2 separate regions of the Mus musculus genome follow, and region 1 is linked to region 2. A link is a contact called in public HiChIP or PLAC-seq data. All regions are on one chromosome and are shown on one strand. Each heading gives the region's core, a stretch centred on a gene start, on an enhancer-like site or on the middle of the called end of the contact. The rest is flanking DNA. Distances are from core to core; before and after follow the strand shown. Region 1 overlaps Btbd9 (BTB (POZ) domain containing 9). Region 2 has its middle 45 kb from the start of Gm41559.

Region 1 (7,531 bases), core at 3,869-6,368, 620 kb before region 2:
ATACCCTCTGGGAGGGGGCAAGGGTATATAGGCTGGGGACGGCTAGGGTGGGGGCTCCGTCCCAGCAGCTGTGTGGGATGCTTCATTCCTTGCTGCACAAACACGCTGTGACTTAGAGAAGAGTTTGTTGGGCTTACAGTTTCAGAGGGTGAGTCCATGATCACCATGGTGGGGAGCAGTAGTAGAGAAAGCTCAGGTCTGATCCACAGGTGAGAGTGGGGGATGGGAGAGAGGGATGAGAGAGTAGGAACATGCACAGATCTAAAAGCCAGTGACAACTTCTTCCAAGGTCACAACCCCTAATCCTCCCAAACAGTTTACCAGCATTTGGATCAAGCACTCAAATACATGCACTGTAGGGAGCCATTGGAATTCAGTACCGGGCACTGTTAGCTCTGCTTTAGTCCTGTGGGCTAATCATAGGGGAAGCAGCACAGGCTGCTCCACTCCAGAGCTTTTTAATTGGAGAATTGTTAGGGAAGTGTCAAGCAGAGGAATAACACAGTTAATCTTCATTTTACGTTGATTATTCTGCAAAGTAGAATCAGGCTTGAGAGTAAAATAGAATGCAAGAAGATAGTTGGGAAGCCATTGAAGCAGTCTCGATGAGAGATGTTTGAAATCTGACTAAATGTTATAAAGTAGATGTGTTGCTATGACTAATATTGAACAAAAAGCTATTTAAGGAGAGAAGTTGTTAATTTGGCTCATAGTTTGAGGGTGTAGTCTGGTATGGAGGCAGAGAATCCCATTTTTTATACATTCCCAGACCTTGACCATGGGATGGTACTGCCCCACATTTAGGGTTCTTCAGTCTTTGGCAATACACTTCCACAGCTAATGCAGTTAGCAATGCTCTCCACCACAGTGGCGGATGGGTGAGGACACACATATCTAGTGAGTAACTCAGAACTAATTAGGAGGTGCTGTGGGACCAGGGAGGCTAGTTATCAGAGGGTTCTTACAGGACTTACTTTGTGGTTGCACTGGGTGTTAGGAAGAAGGCCACTGCAGGCAAATGCCCTCTATTAAGAGATGAGTTTAGAGACTAGGCCGGGGCCTAGCAAACACAGAAGTTATGCTCACAGTCAGCTATTGGATGGATCACAGGGCCCCCAATGGAGGAGCTAGAGAAAGTACCCAAGGAGCTAAAGGGATCTGCAACCCTATAGGTAGAACAACATTATGAACTAACCAGTACCCGGAGCTCTTGACTCTAGCTGCATATGTATCAAAAGATGGCCTAGCCGGCCATCACTAGAAAGAGAGGCCCATTGGACTTGCAAACTTTATATGCCCCAGTACAGGGGAATGTCAGGGCCAAAAAGTGGGAGTGGGTGGGTAGGGGAGTGGGTGGGAGGGTATGGGGGACTTTTGGGATAGCATTGGAAATGTAAGTGAGGAAAATACCTAATAAAAAGTAAAAAAAAAAAAAAAGAGATGAGTTCAGTGTTGAGTAGTGATTGTGGTGCCAGGAGGGGTGTGTGCTGGGATTGTGCTGCAGCCATGTGAACGTGTACAGAGGAGTCAGATTCAGAAGGGAGGCCTGAGCTCGAGAGAGGTTGAAAGTTCTGGAGGACAGGCCACTCTGCAGAACAGAGCTCTAAGAGAGGAAATAGTGACAGGAGAGAAGAAACAAGAGGGGAGTGTCACAGAGGTCAGGAGGAGTAGAACATTTTAACAAGGTGTGATCTACAGAGTCAGTGCTGCAGAAAAATTCAGAAAAGTTGGGAAATGAGATTTCTAGAACTTCTTCCTTCCCATATTCCAGGTTTATCCTTTGAGGAGTTGTGGACTTGGACATCTCTCTCTCTATTTTTTTTTTTAAGTTGCTTAAAAATAAAAACATTTGGGCGTGGTGTCGCTTGCCTTTGATCCCAGCACTTGGGAGGCAGAGGCAGGCAGATTTCTGAGTTCGAGGCCAGCCTGGTCTACAAAGTGAGTTCCAGGACAGCCAGGGCTATACAAAGAAACCCTGTCTCGAAAAACCAAATAAAAAATAAATAGATAAATAAATAAAAACAAATACATAAATAAATAAAAACAACTGTGGGGTGTGTGTGTGTGTGTGTGTGTGTGCACGTGCACGTGAGCGCACGCACAGGCCTGCATGGAAGCCAAAGGGTGACTTCATATATTTTAGTCTATCACTCTCAGCAGTAGTTCTTGACCTTAACACTGTGTGACCCTTTAATACAGTTCCTCATGGTGTGGTGACCCCAACTATAACATTATTTTCATTGCTAGTTCAGAAGTGTAATTTTGTTACTGTTGTGAATAATAATGTAAATACTAGATATGCAACCCCAAAGGGATCACATGACCCACAGGCAGAGAGCTACTGTTTCGAACAGTCTTTGAACCTAGAGCTCACTGTTCAGTACTAAGCCAGCTCTCTAGTGAGTCTCAGGCGTCTATTCATCTGTGCGCCCCATCCCCAGTACTGGGTTTATAGGGGTGCACTGCCAAGCCTGGCTTTATGTGGGTGTAGTGAGGGATCCAGCATTTTCCAATAATCTTCTCCCTAGCACACTTTTCCCCCTAGAACCTTTGCTATGATTATTTCCCAGTTATCAGTGTGTTTTTATTTTGTTTGAATTAAATAAGAGAATTTTTCCCTTTTCAGTGAATTAATAACTTAATAGTAACATTGTCAGGTTGTGCAGACTCAATAATTTATTTTCCCATCACAGAGTGAATTTCCATTATGTATGCGGCCTTAGAAAACTAGTGTAAAATAAATCAAGTAAATAGATTTGATGACAGGTCTTTGATGAGTTGTTACTGGCCCTGTGCACATGGGCAGAGAGCCACCTGCAGGATTGTGTGTTATGTAACATTAGTGTGTTATAGGTTAAGTGCTTAGTCTTTTTATTGATTTAGGAAGTACTTTGGCATGTGGCCTTTAAAATTACATTATTATATTATCATAAATCTCAATTAGGGCAACAAAACATATTTATTGTGGCCAACTTCACAGCTGGGGTGAAATATTTTATAGCATGTGTAATGAGCCACCAGATGATGGTGACTCAGCCTCCATCTGAAGAATTTGAGCTGAAAATGAATTAGCAGCCAGTACAGGTCTATGTAATTGTGAAAATTAATTTCAAGGAATAATGCCATGTGTCCTGAGAGGACTTGCTTAATAACTGATAATTGAGGAGGATCATGAAAAAATGGAAGTTGTGAGGTTTTCCAGCCTCAAGTCCATTTTAAAAAAGGATATAGTAAAAATATAATGCTAATGTGAATCTTCAAAGATCCGCTTCCAACATGATAGAAAAAGAAATGAGATTGAGCTGGCAGGGTGGTGTGGTGTGGGGAAGCTTTGCTCATTGCCGTTGAACCCGATGAGCTTGATCCCCGAGGCCACAAGTGGAAGGAGAACCTGCTCTTGAAAATTGTCCCCGACTCCTCCCATTAATAAATATAATAATCTAAAAAGAAACGGGTAACAGATAGCAGGCATTCAACGATTATTCTCCTAAATTGGAGTCCACGAGTTCTCTGGCTGCTAATGCCTGCAGTGGTAACAGGAGACAGTGGATGGCATCTTAGAAACCCAGCAGTACCACATCCTGGCTTCCACTGTGGGTTGAACACGTGAGGAGGCTGGGCTAGGGCCAGCGAAATCAGTGCCTATGTAGGGGCATGATCGTTTCCATTCCTTGGCAGTATGCATGGTAGGAGCTGTGAACATTGATAGGTGGAATGGAGTTCAGAAGACTTCAAGTGTAGTCGCTAGGTTGCCCAGAGCCCTAGCTAATGCCCCTACACAACTGTGGACAGCAGTTGGTTCCTCTGCCCCTGTGTAGTCATGTTTTCTGAGTTATGTGGGAACACTGAGGATGGTGAATCGAAATCGAACACAGGACTTTTCCATAGAGCTTGTGTCTGTGGCTCTGATTTCAGTCTCTTTAGTTCTTTATATGCCAACATGGGCCTTTCCACTGTATCTCTTTGGCACTAATCAGAGCGTCAGCTCTGGAGTTGCCACGGTTGCTACCCTTCTTCCATCTTTCCAGCTCCTGTTAGCTCTGTCCTTTTTTTCATGTGTACTGGTGGTGGGTGGCGGTGGTCATAACTGTAGTAAATGGGTGAGGTTTCCTTGCATGCAGGACAGTAGTGTTTCTCTATTACTTACATTGTGTAGAAGACAAAAGGGAAGTTTAGGCCAGTGAGATGGTTCACAGCAGGTAAAGTGCTTGTCACCCAGGCTTGACAACCTCTGTTAGATCCCTGGAGCCCAAGGGACCCCAAAGAGTTATCTGACTTCCACTCCCATATGCTGTGACTCGTTTGCCCCTCCCCCATACACAGACATAATAATTCTTTATAAAGAATATTTAAAAAGTGTAGTTTGGGAGGATGTTAACTAATATGTCCAAAGCTACAGCCTATTAAATGGTGCTGCCAAGGCTTGAACCCAGGCAGTGTAAATTTTTTTCTTTCTTTCTTTCTTTCTTTCTTTCTTTCTTTCTTTCTGTTTGTTTTTTTCGCAGGCTGGCCTCGAACTCAGAAATCTGCCTGCCTCTGCCTCCCGAGTGCTGGGATTAAAGGCGTGCACCATCACTTTCGATATCCTCTGATGCCCTGTTCTAAAGCCCCGCTGCCTCCAGAGGTGTGATGGATGCTGCCCTGTGTGCACTTGCAAAAGCCCAGGAACCATGTGAAGGAGAAAGTACAGGGAGCCGGGGAAGTGACTGATGAGTCCTCAGATCTAGAATAGTGTTTTCCCATCTGCTGAGTGAAGTGCAGTGCTGAGTCTTTGCAATATGATGTGTATTTCCAGCTTTGACAGTGGTTTTCTTTGGACTAGCCACAGGACTAGCTCAGTAGCCATGTGTGTTGTTATAAGGCCACTGTCACTGCAGCTTCAGAGGACAGGAGTCAGACATTAGTCTGTAGAGGAGTCAGCCAGCAGAAGAGGCATTGAAAAAAAAAAGCCCCCCCCCCCAACTCCAGCTCCTCTTTTCTGACTGGGGTTTAGGTGGAGTTGGGGTACCAGTGGAGAAGTTTGCTCTCATATCATCCTGAAGTTGTGAGGTGCCTTTCCCGTTCCAAACAGGGAATTACTCAGTATGCTTTGTTTGCTCTGGCTGCATTCCATAGACACCTTCAGAGTAGAGAGGCACTTGTGGGCCACCCACCACTCCAGCAGTTTCTAGGGAAAAGACTTGACAACTCCAGGAACTGTGAATGCCTTATACTGAAATATACAGTGAAATATACAGTGGAGGGAGGTCATGGGGAAGGATAGTTACTTATCTTCTGATGTATGAGCTCTGGGTAACCTACACAGTGAAGAGAGAGGAATTCTTGGTATTCAGGAGTCACTGTCACCTCCTCTTTCAGAGTCTCCTGTGGCTGTGCTGTGCTTAGCTCAGAGTGTGGTGAGCCTTCACCAGTTCGTGAGTGCTAGTTGAGAAGCAGATATCCCTGGAACTGAGCCCTGTGAATGGCTTCCTTCTCAATTTTCATTCTTTCAGTTTCTCCCAGAGGCCTCAGCCCACTAGAAAGAAGCACACAGGCTCCTCCAAAGTAAATGGCACCGAAGGGTTAGGAAGAGGACCAGTGGTTTCTGTCCCCACGAACAGGAGAGCGGGAGTTTTGTTTGGTGGTGAGGTGCTGCAGTGCTGTGGCTGAGCTGTGTGGGCTCTGAGGGCTGCACTGCGCTCCCTGTACTGCAGTGTGTCTAGCCTGAGAACAGTGGGGAACTCTGCACAGCACAGTGCTTTGCTGTGCTTAACCCTATTTGAAAAGAAAGCTGGGAAGTAGCCACTAGTAATTGGGGCTGACTGAGACTAGAGGAAAGGAAACCATATTCCCCTTTCACTTAAAAAAATATTTGTGTGCGTGTGCCTTTGTGAATATATCTTGTGGATGTGCACAGATAAGCCACAGAGGTCAAAGGAGGGCATTGGGTTGCCTGGAGCTAGAGTTCCACGTGGTTGTGAGCTGCCCAATGAGGCCTTTGGTAGCCGGTCAGTCCTCTCCAAGAGCCAAAGTGCTCTTAACTTCCCTCCAGCCCCAAGGAAAACTTTGTAATTAAAGCATTTAGTTTAAATAATGGAGATATTTAAATTACTTATGTCTGTTTTATTCACATACACATAATCACCTACATCGTGACATACTCATATATGCATATCATATAGTTTGCATATGATATGCAACATACCCACCCCCACTTGCCCTTTCTAGTCCCGCTGCAACTCCCCAGGATCCGGCTCCCAGTATGCTTCTACCTCCTGTGGTTTTGTTTTGCAAACCAGTGAGTTTAATTAGGGTTGTTTATAGGAGTGTGGGTAACTTACCAGTGGGCCTAGCATTGAGGAAATGTCTCCTTTCCTAGGAGTCATTAGCTGCCTCTACTCATGGAGGACAGTGGCGCCTCCAGAGCCCTCCCCCTACTATTACATCCCTGCCTGTAAGTGCTTGGAAGGGTGGGCCTTCTGAGCCCTGCTCTTCTCGAGGGTGAATGTTGACAGGCTCCATCTTGTGCAGCTGAGTTGGGATTTTATATTCACGCCCTGAGACCCGACAAGGTGGGGCACCTGTTTTATACTTCATTAAATTTGCAGGAAGCAGGTTGTTCTTGCCTCCCAAGGATTGCAGTTTGGATACATGTAGCTAATTCTTAACTAAACACTGTCTTAACTAAACACTGTCAGCACCAGGGTTCTTCAAACCATGGACAGTTGGAAATATCTATTGCCAACATTCATACAGGGTGTGTGTGTGTGTGTGTGTATACATACATATAGATACGTATATGAATGCACATGCTTGAGTGCCACTGTGTGTGTGTAGATCAGGAACAACTCAGGGGAGTTGATTTTCTCCATGTGTAGGTCCCAGGATCCAACCTGAGTCATTAGGCTTAGTGACAAATGCCCTTATCTTTTGAGCCATCTCTCTGTCCCTCTGTATTCCCTTTGGGAAAACCAACCAACCCCTTTTGATAAACTTATCACCTCTTTTGTTGCCCCCCCCCCCCGTTTAAAAAGGTTTATTTATTTATTATATGTAAGTATACTGTACCTGTCTTCGGACACAGACTCGAGAAGAGGGCATCGGATCCCTTTACAGATGGTTGTGAGCCACCATGTGGTTGCTGGGAACTGAACTCAGGACCTCTGGAAGAGCATTCAGTGCTCTTAACTGCTGAGCCCCTCTCTAGTCCTTGTTGGCCCCCCACCCCCCTTTAAAAGCTCAGGCTATTATTTGAAAGAGAGACACTTCAGAACTACTTTGACTTTAAACACAGTTTCCCAGTTAAGTCACTTTCCTGTCTCTCTGAGGCCCTCCTGCCCTGATCAATGTGTTGTGTGTTGTTCAGGTCTTTCTCTTTTTTTATTTTTTATTTATTTTTTTTATTTTCCAGACAGGGTTTCTCTGTGTAGCCCTGGCTGTCCTGGAACTCACTCTGTAGACCAGGCTGGCTTCAATCTGCCCGCCTCTGCCTTGCCTCCCTAGTGCTAGGATTGAAGGTGTGCGCCTCTACTGCCTAACTATTCCGATCTCT
Region 2 (7,136 bases), core at 3,302-5,801:
CCACCCCCAGATGCTGCTCTCCGCAAACCTTTCCCAGTATATTTTTGCAGTTGCTCGAGTGAGAAACTTTGAAGCCTCCCACAATTCCTTTGTCTTTTTTCACTGTAATCTATCAATAGGTTTGCCCTTGCTTCTATCACCAATGCATTCGTCTCTTCTCTCGATGCTGTAACCAAGTAGCTGACAAGAAGCAATTTGGGCTGGTGAGATGGCTCAGCGGTTAAGATTGCCAACTGCTCTTCCAAAAGTCCTGAGTTCAAATCCCAGCAACCACATGGTGGCTCACAACCATCTGTAACGAAATCTGATGCTCTCTTCTGGAGTGTCTGAAGACAGCTACAGTGTACTTACATATAATAAATAAATAATTATTTCTTTTAAAAAAGAAGCAATTTAAGGGGGAGAGCATAAATTGGGCAAAGTGAAGCACACCTTTAATCCCAGCACCCGGGAGGCAGAGGCAGGCAGATCTCACAGAGCAGCAGAGTTCCAGGACAGCCACAGAGAAACTTTAAAGGAAGAGGAAGAGGGGGAGGAGCGGGAAGGGAGAGGGAAGAGAAGGAGGGGAAGACTCTTGTAGACCTGAGTCCAGTTACCAGCATCTTTATTTGGCAGTCACACTGCATGTAACCCCAACTCTCAGTCCCACACCCTCTTCTGGCCTCCAAGAACACTTCACTTATCTGTACATACCCATACCTAGACACACATGGTTATACATTATTGAAAATACATCTTTAAAAAAATTAAATAAATAAAATGGGGAGATGCTATGTTGAAAGGGCAACCCAGGGGCTGAGAACTTTGAGAACAGGTTGCAACCAGCCTTGTCTCTGCTCTTTCTGAGGACCCCAACTCACAGAAGCCAGAGGTCAGGGGGTTCAGGCAGTGCTTTGCCTGCAAAGCAGCATCCTAGGGCGCAGATCTCAGGGAAGCGGGGTGAAGAGTGCGGGGTGGGAGGTGGAGGCAGTAGAGAGTGTCCTTGTTACCCTTTGCTCCTAAGCACACTATTGAAACATTATCATCACCACCTGACTCTGCAGCCAGCTGCTTTTCCTGCCTGTTTTGCTATTTAACGCTTCCCATCTTTTAAAAGCACCCGGCATTTTTATTTTTTTCTCATCTTCTACTGGATAGTGAGTTCTACAAGGACAAGCATTTTGTCTCTTTAGTCTGCACATGTGTCCTTGGTGCCCAGCCCTGTGCTTGTGTTCTGTAATAAATACGTGATAAAGCCGGTGTGCCAATCCAAAGTGGGCAGTGGGGGAGGGGCAGGAGCTGGACATGGGCCTCAGGCCGCCTCCTTACAGCTCAGGTCTCTGGGTTTGGCCCTGGAAATTGCCATCTGTAATGGAGAAAGAATGCATTCGTTGTTCGGGTAATTGGTAGTAACTGATGGCAATTTCGAGTAATTAAACACTAATTAATTCAATGAGTCAGTAATGTACTTATTTATGGTATCCGTGTTTGTTCCCTTATAAATATTGGTATTACTTTTGTCAGGCAATTAAAATCCACTGGTGGGGACTGGCGGAGGTCCCAGGAGATTCTGGAAGCTCAGCCTGGACTGTGCGAAGAATGAATTGTAAAAGGGCTGGAGAGATGGCTGAGCAGTCAACCGCTCTCACAGAGAGCCTGGGTTTGGTTCCCAGCACTCACAGCTACGCACAACTTCCTGTAACTCTATTATAGGAAATTTGACACCTTCTTCTGGCATCTGTGGGCACCTACAAGCTTGCAGTAATCAAACACACACACACACACACACACACACACACACACACACACACACACACAGAGTCACGCATGCCCAAACTCTCTTAAAGGGAAAAGAATGAGTGGGAGGACCCAGGTGGCATGGAAGTGGGTGGCGCTACGTATACTGTGTTCTGTGTGTTACACTGGTGCAGGTTTGAGGCTGGGGTTTAAGATGCTCATTCACCAAATCCTTCCAACCCCTCTATGTCCTCGTTCATGGCCCTCCCCAATTAAAAAACATCTTTTTGTTTTTGTTTTTGTTTTTTTGTGTTTTGTTTTGTTTTGTTTTGTTTTGTTTTTGAGGCAGGATTTCTCTATATAGCCCTGGCTGTCCTGGAATTCACTTTGTAGACCAGGCTGGCCTCAAACTCAGAAATCTACCTGCCTCTGCCTCCCGAGTGCTGGGATTAAAGGCATACGCCACCACGTCCGGTAAAAACATCATTTTTTAAAGGATGATATTCAGGAAACCTGTTAGAGACACGAGGGATGTAGAGGCTCTTTAACTTCTCTCCGAGACCTCTATTTGAGGTCTGTTCCCTTTGGCACGTGACCAGACAAACCCAGATGGATCTCAGATGGAGAAAAAGCAGGGAGAGGTTCCTGGGGGCTGGAGCAGGACCTGAGGTGCTGAGCACATAGGAAAAGAAAGACGCAGGCTCTGGAGTCTTGATGCTTTGGGTTAGGGAGGTACAAGTCTCCAGGTCCTGTGATAGGCTGACAGGAAAGGGCAGACCCGACCCACCCGTAGGAGATCTCACCTTCTTCTGTCTAGGTTCTCAGTTCAGTACCATCAAGACTTAGGATTTCTAAGGAGCTTGAATGGGCAGGTTGCCTCTGTCTGCAGGGCTCTCCCTGAGCTGCCGTTCCTCTTGCTCTGGGTCATAGCTGCTCTTCTGATGTATGGTGAGACACCCCAGCCAGTGCAGCTTAGGGGATCTCATGCTGCTGGGGATAAAACCCATCCTGTCGGGGAAGTCGAGACAGCAGGAGCACGAGGCAGCTCATGGCATCGAATCCATAGTCAGGAAGCAAAAAACAATGCCTGCCTGTGCTTGGCTCATGTTCTCTCTTAACATTTTTTTCCGTTTTTTGAGACTAGAAATATTGATAAGTGGTTAAGAGTGCTTGTTGCTCTTTTAGAGGACCTGAGTTTAGTTCCCAGAACCCACACCAGGCAGCTCATAACTGCCTGTAAGTCCAGGTTCAGGAGCTCCAACACCTCTGGTCTTTAAGGGAACCTGCATACCCATATATAGACACACACACATATACAGGATTAAAAATAAAAAAATCTTTTAAAATATTTAAAATAATTCTTTGAACATTTTTTTTCTTTTTTAAAGATTCATTTATTTATTATATGTAAGTACACTGTAGCTGTCTTCAGACAATCCAGAAGAGGGAGTCAGATCTCGTTTCCGATGGTTGTGAGCCACCATGTGGTTGCTGGGACTTGAACTCCGAACCTTCAGAAGAGCAGTCGGGTGCTCTTACCCACTGAGCCATCTCACCAGCCCACTCTTTGAACATTTCATGTAATATATTTTGACAACTCATCCCCATTTTTCTCCCTGACTCCTTCCAGATTCATCCCCACCGCCTTTCCCTCCCCCAAACTTTATGTCATTTATTTATTTATTTATTTATTTATTTATTTAATCTAAGCACACTGTAGCTGTCTTCAGACACCCCAGAAGAGGGCATGAGATCTCATTACAGATGGTTGTGAGCCACCATGTGGTTGCTGGGATTTGAACTCAGGAAATCTGGAAGAGCAGCTATCAGTGCTGAGCCATCTCTCCAGTCCTATTTCCTCTTTTTAAAATGACACATTGCCGGGCATGGTGGTGCACGCCTTTAATCCCAGCACTCGGGAGGCAGAGACAGGTGGATTTCTGAATTTGAGGCCAGGCTGGTCTACAGAGTGAGTTCCAGGACAGCCAGAGCTATACAGAGAAACCCTGTCTCAAAAAAACAAAACAAACAAACAAACAAACAAACAAAAAAATATATATATATAATAAAATGACACATTAACCCCAACTTGTACTGCCTACATAACATACTCCTGGATATGGGGACATCTGGAGGGAACATAGCTTACCAGGAGTCACACCCCTAAAGAAAAATGACTCTGTGGCCTTCACCCCTGTAGTAGCCATCGACTCTCCACAGCTCCTCGCTTAAGGGTGAGAGCCTGAGAATCCCTTCCCACGCCATGGTAGAATGTTGACAGGCTTGATTTTTATATAGTTCTTGTGCAGGTAACGGCAGGAGCTTCGAGTTCTTTGCATGTAGTGGTCCTGCCATGCTCAGCAGACACTGTTTAGCTCTGGTTCTCCCTGATGTCTGGCTCTTACAACCTCCCCACCTCTTCCTCTGAGATGATCCTTCAGCCTTTGGGATGGGGGTGTGACACAGGTGTCCCTTTGCACCTGAGCACTCAATTATTGTTTATTTTCTGCACTTAGAACACTTACTTCTTTCTATATAGAGTCCAGGGTCTCAGCCTAGGGAATGGTGCCACCCACAGTGGGCAGATCTTCCCACATTGGTTAACTTGGACAAGATAGCCCCTCCCTCACAGCTACGGCCAGAAGCCCATCTCCTAGGTGATTCTTGATGCCACCAAATTGACAATAAAGGGGAGGGCTTATGACTAATGTTCTCCATAACTGTTACTACCTTTCCCCATGTGGCTTTTCCACAGGGACACAGAGGGCATGGGGTCTGGGATCAGATGACACCGGTGTGACAAGCTGGGAAATTTCCTCTGCTCCTCTGAGCCTTGTTCTCTTATACTTGCCCGCTCTATAGAGTTGCCACAGCCCTGAAACATACCCAGCCACATGAAGCCCTTGATCTGTGTGACTAAATGACTAATGCAGGTGCCTGATCGACCCGTGACTCACTTCCTCTCGCCAGTTTCCTTGTCTTTTTAAAAGGAAGATGTATTTATCTTATTTTACACGTGTATGTGTTTTGTTTGCGTGTTGTGTATGTGCACTGTGTCGGAAGGGATGTCAGAAGACGGCGTGAGAAGGACTTCTGGTACCGGAGCTACAGATGATTGTGAGTTGCCATGTGGTAGCATTTGGAACTGAACCTGGGTCCTCTGCAAGAGTAGCCACTGGTTTTAACCATTGAGCCATCTCCCCAGTCCTCCAGCCTCACTTGCTTCAACTTCAGAGATCCCTCCCCTCCCCGTACACACACACACAGGTCCGGATCAGCCATAGGGATTTCCCCTCCATCCACAGACTCCATAAGTGTCTTTGCCTCTCTCCTTCTGCAGAAGGAATGTTCACTTCTGGGTGTCCAATTGTTGGCAGGGAATTCTCCTCCATCTACACTGCCTTCCCCTGTTTCCCAGAGCCTGCTGGGACCATCACACTGCGGTCTCCTCTTGCCATACCCCAGTGGCCCCACAGCCTCCTGTAGCCTCTCTGCATCTCCTTGTCTGTCTTGCTGCCCTTCATCCTTGTTCAGCGTCTCTCATTTCTCCTCCTCTCTCCCCCTTTGTTCTCTCTGTCCCCCTTAATTAGCGATACTGTGGGACTGAGGTGTTTTTATTATGTTTTATTTATTGAATGGCTTTCCTGTTTCCTGTTCTTAATTTAAAAGGCAGATCGATGAAATGCTTTATATTCCCTGCAAAACAAAGCTAAGCCAAGTTGTTTTTTCCTCCCACTGCTCTTCCTCACCTCTCTCTTTCTCCCCGGGAAGAAAAGATCTACATCCTTGTAATTGACAAGAACATTTAATTTGTTCGCTTCATTCATCCCATTAATTATTCAGTAAGTAGTGATTGTGTGCCAGGCACTGTGCTGGACTCGGGGATCCCAGAGATAATTCAAAGCAATCTCCCTGTCCTCCAGAGGCTCCTATCTAGCAGGGAAAGCTGGACACCAATATGTGAGAGACAAAGCTCACGGTGCTGGTGCCAAGTCAATGTCGGTAGTGTCGCCTGCAGCCCAGGGAGGGAGAGGGAAGGCTACTGGGTGGAGAGCAAGTCGAGCTGAGAATCAAAGATGAACTGATGTCTTGATGCAATGCAGTCTCACACAGAGACAGACCAAACCCTAAGATAAGAAGATGGGGGTACGTGCTTGACTTAGGAGGGTCCCAGAGACTGTGGCAGCACGTGTCAGTTCCTGTCTCTCGGTTGTGACAAGAGACCGGAGACCAACCCCTTAGAGGAGGAAAGATGTATCACGCTCAGCTTCAGAGTGTCCATCCCCAGTTGGCTGACTCAGCATTCCTGGGCTTGTGCTGAGGCAGAATATCAAGTGTGAAGCAGAGGGATTCCTTTCATGGTCATCAGAGGGACAAACAGGAAGGATGTACCCCTCAAAGGCACACCCTCAGGGATACCCCACCTCCCACAGCCACACCCCTCCCGATAGCCTTTTCAATTTAAAGATTTTTTGGTTTTGGTTTGTTTTGGTTTTTTTTGGTTTTTTGAGACCGGGGTTTCTTTGTATAGCTCTGGCTGTCTTGGAACTCACTTTGTAGACCAGGCTGGCCTCAAACTCAGAAATCCACCTGCCTCTGCCTCCCAAGTGCTGGGATTAAAGGCGTGTGCCACCACTGCCCAGCTTAAGGAATGTTTTAATTAATTAATCTATTTATTGTGTGTGTGAACAGTGCGTACAAGCCATAGCGTATGTGTGGTGGTCGGAGGACATCTTCTTGGAGTTGGCTCTCTCCTTCCATCCTGTGGATCCTGGGGGATCAAACTCAGGTTGCCAGGCTTTGCAGCAAGCTCCCTTACCTGCCTAGCCATCTCAGTGGCCCAGTCTAGTAAACTTCAAATAGGCCAGTGGCTTAAATTACTGGTTAGCAGGTTGGAGAGATGGCTCAGTAGTTAAGAGCACTGACTAGTCTTCCAGAGGTCCTGAGTTCAATTCCCAGCAACCACATGGTGGCTCACAACCATCTGTAATGGGATCTGATGCCCTCTTCTGGTGTGTCTGAGGACAGTGACAGTGTATTCACATACATAAAATTAAAAATTAAAAAAAAATTACTGGTTAGCACAGAGCCCTCACAGGCACCCAGTGGTGTACTGTGGTAATTTCCTGCATGTCTCTCAAGTTAGTCTCAGTAATCTCATGACTAATCATCATGGGAGAAGGCAGGGGAGGAAAAACAATAGGAAGAAAGTTAGCAGTAGCAGGTAGGTATTTGGGCTTTATCTCCTAGGGAGGTTTGAAGGGAGACTACAGAATATGCATCAATGATGCCCTAGGTGGTCAGGGAGGTAGCTAAGTTCTTCATCCTCTGGTCGGTCAACTGACACCCATCATTGGTGGTGCTGCCCAAGAGATAGGCTTTCTCCACAGGGCTGGCCTAGCACACGGATGGATGGCCGG

Evidence for each region. HiChIP or PLAC-seq counts read pairs in DNA pulled down with a chosen protein or histone mark.
Region 1: an HNF4G HiChIP or PLAC-seq map of pancreatic cancer cells shows a contact between it and region 2. The contact joins two enhancer-like sites. A contact is called at or near these places in 2 of 115 datasets of contacts at active chromatin or transcription factors (embryonic basal ganglia and pancreatic cancer cells) and 1 of 9 other capture datasets (embryonic stem cells).

The regions. Positions count from the first base shown.
Region 1 is chr17:30,548,513-30,556,043 of GRCm38.p6, reverse strand. All of the region lies in intron 1 of Btbd9 (BTB (POZ) domain containing 9), which reads left to right. Among named protein-coding and RNA genes, the nearest start is that of Btbd9, 24 kb to the left of the region's middle. RefSeq lists an enhancer at 3,494-7,504. Within about 2 kb of position 5,118, at least 60 of the 459 cell types and tissues checked have an H3K27ac peak or open chromatin away from gene starts, as enhancers often do. A contact at or near this core is called in pancreatic cancer cells, where this site is marked.
Region 2 is chr17:29,931,831-29,938,966 of GRCm38.p6, reverse strand. No RefSeq gene overlaps it. Among named protein-coding and RNA genes, the nearest start is that of Gm41559, 45 kb to the right of the region's middle. Within about 2 kb of position 4,551, at least 18 of the 459 cell types and tissues checked have an H3K27ac peak or open chromatin away from gene starts, as enhancers often do. A contact at or near this core is called in pancreatic cancer cells, where this site is marked.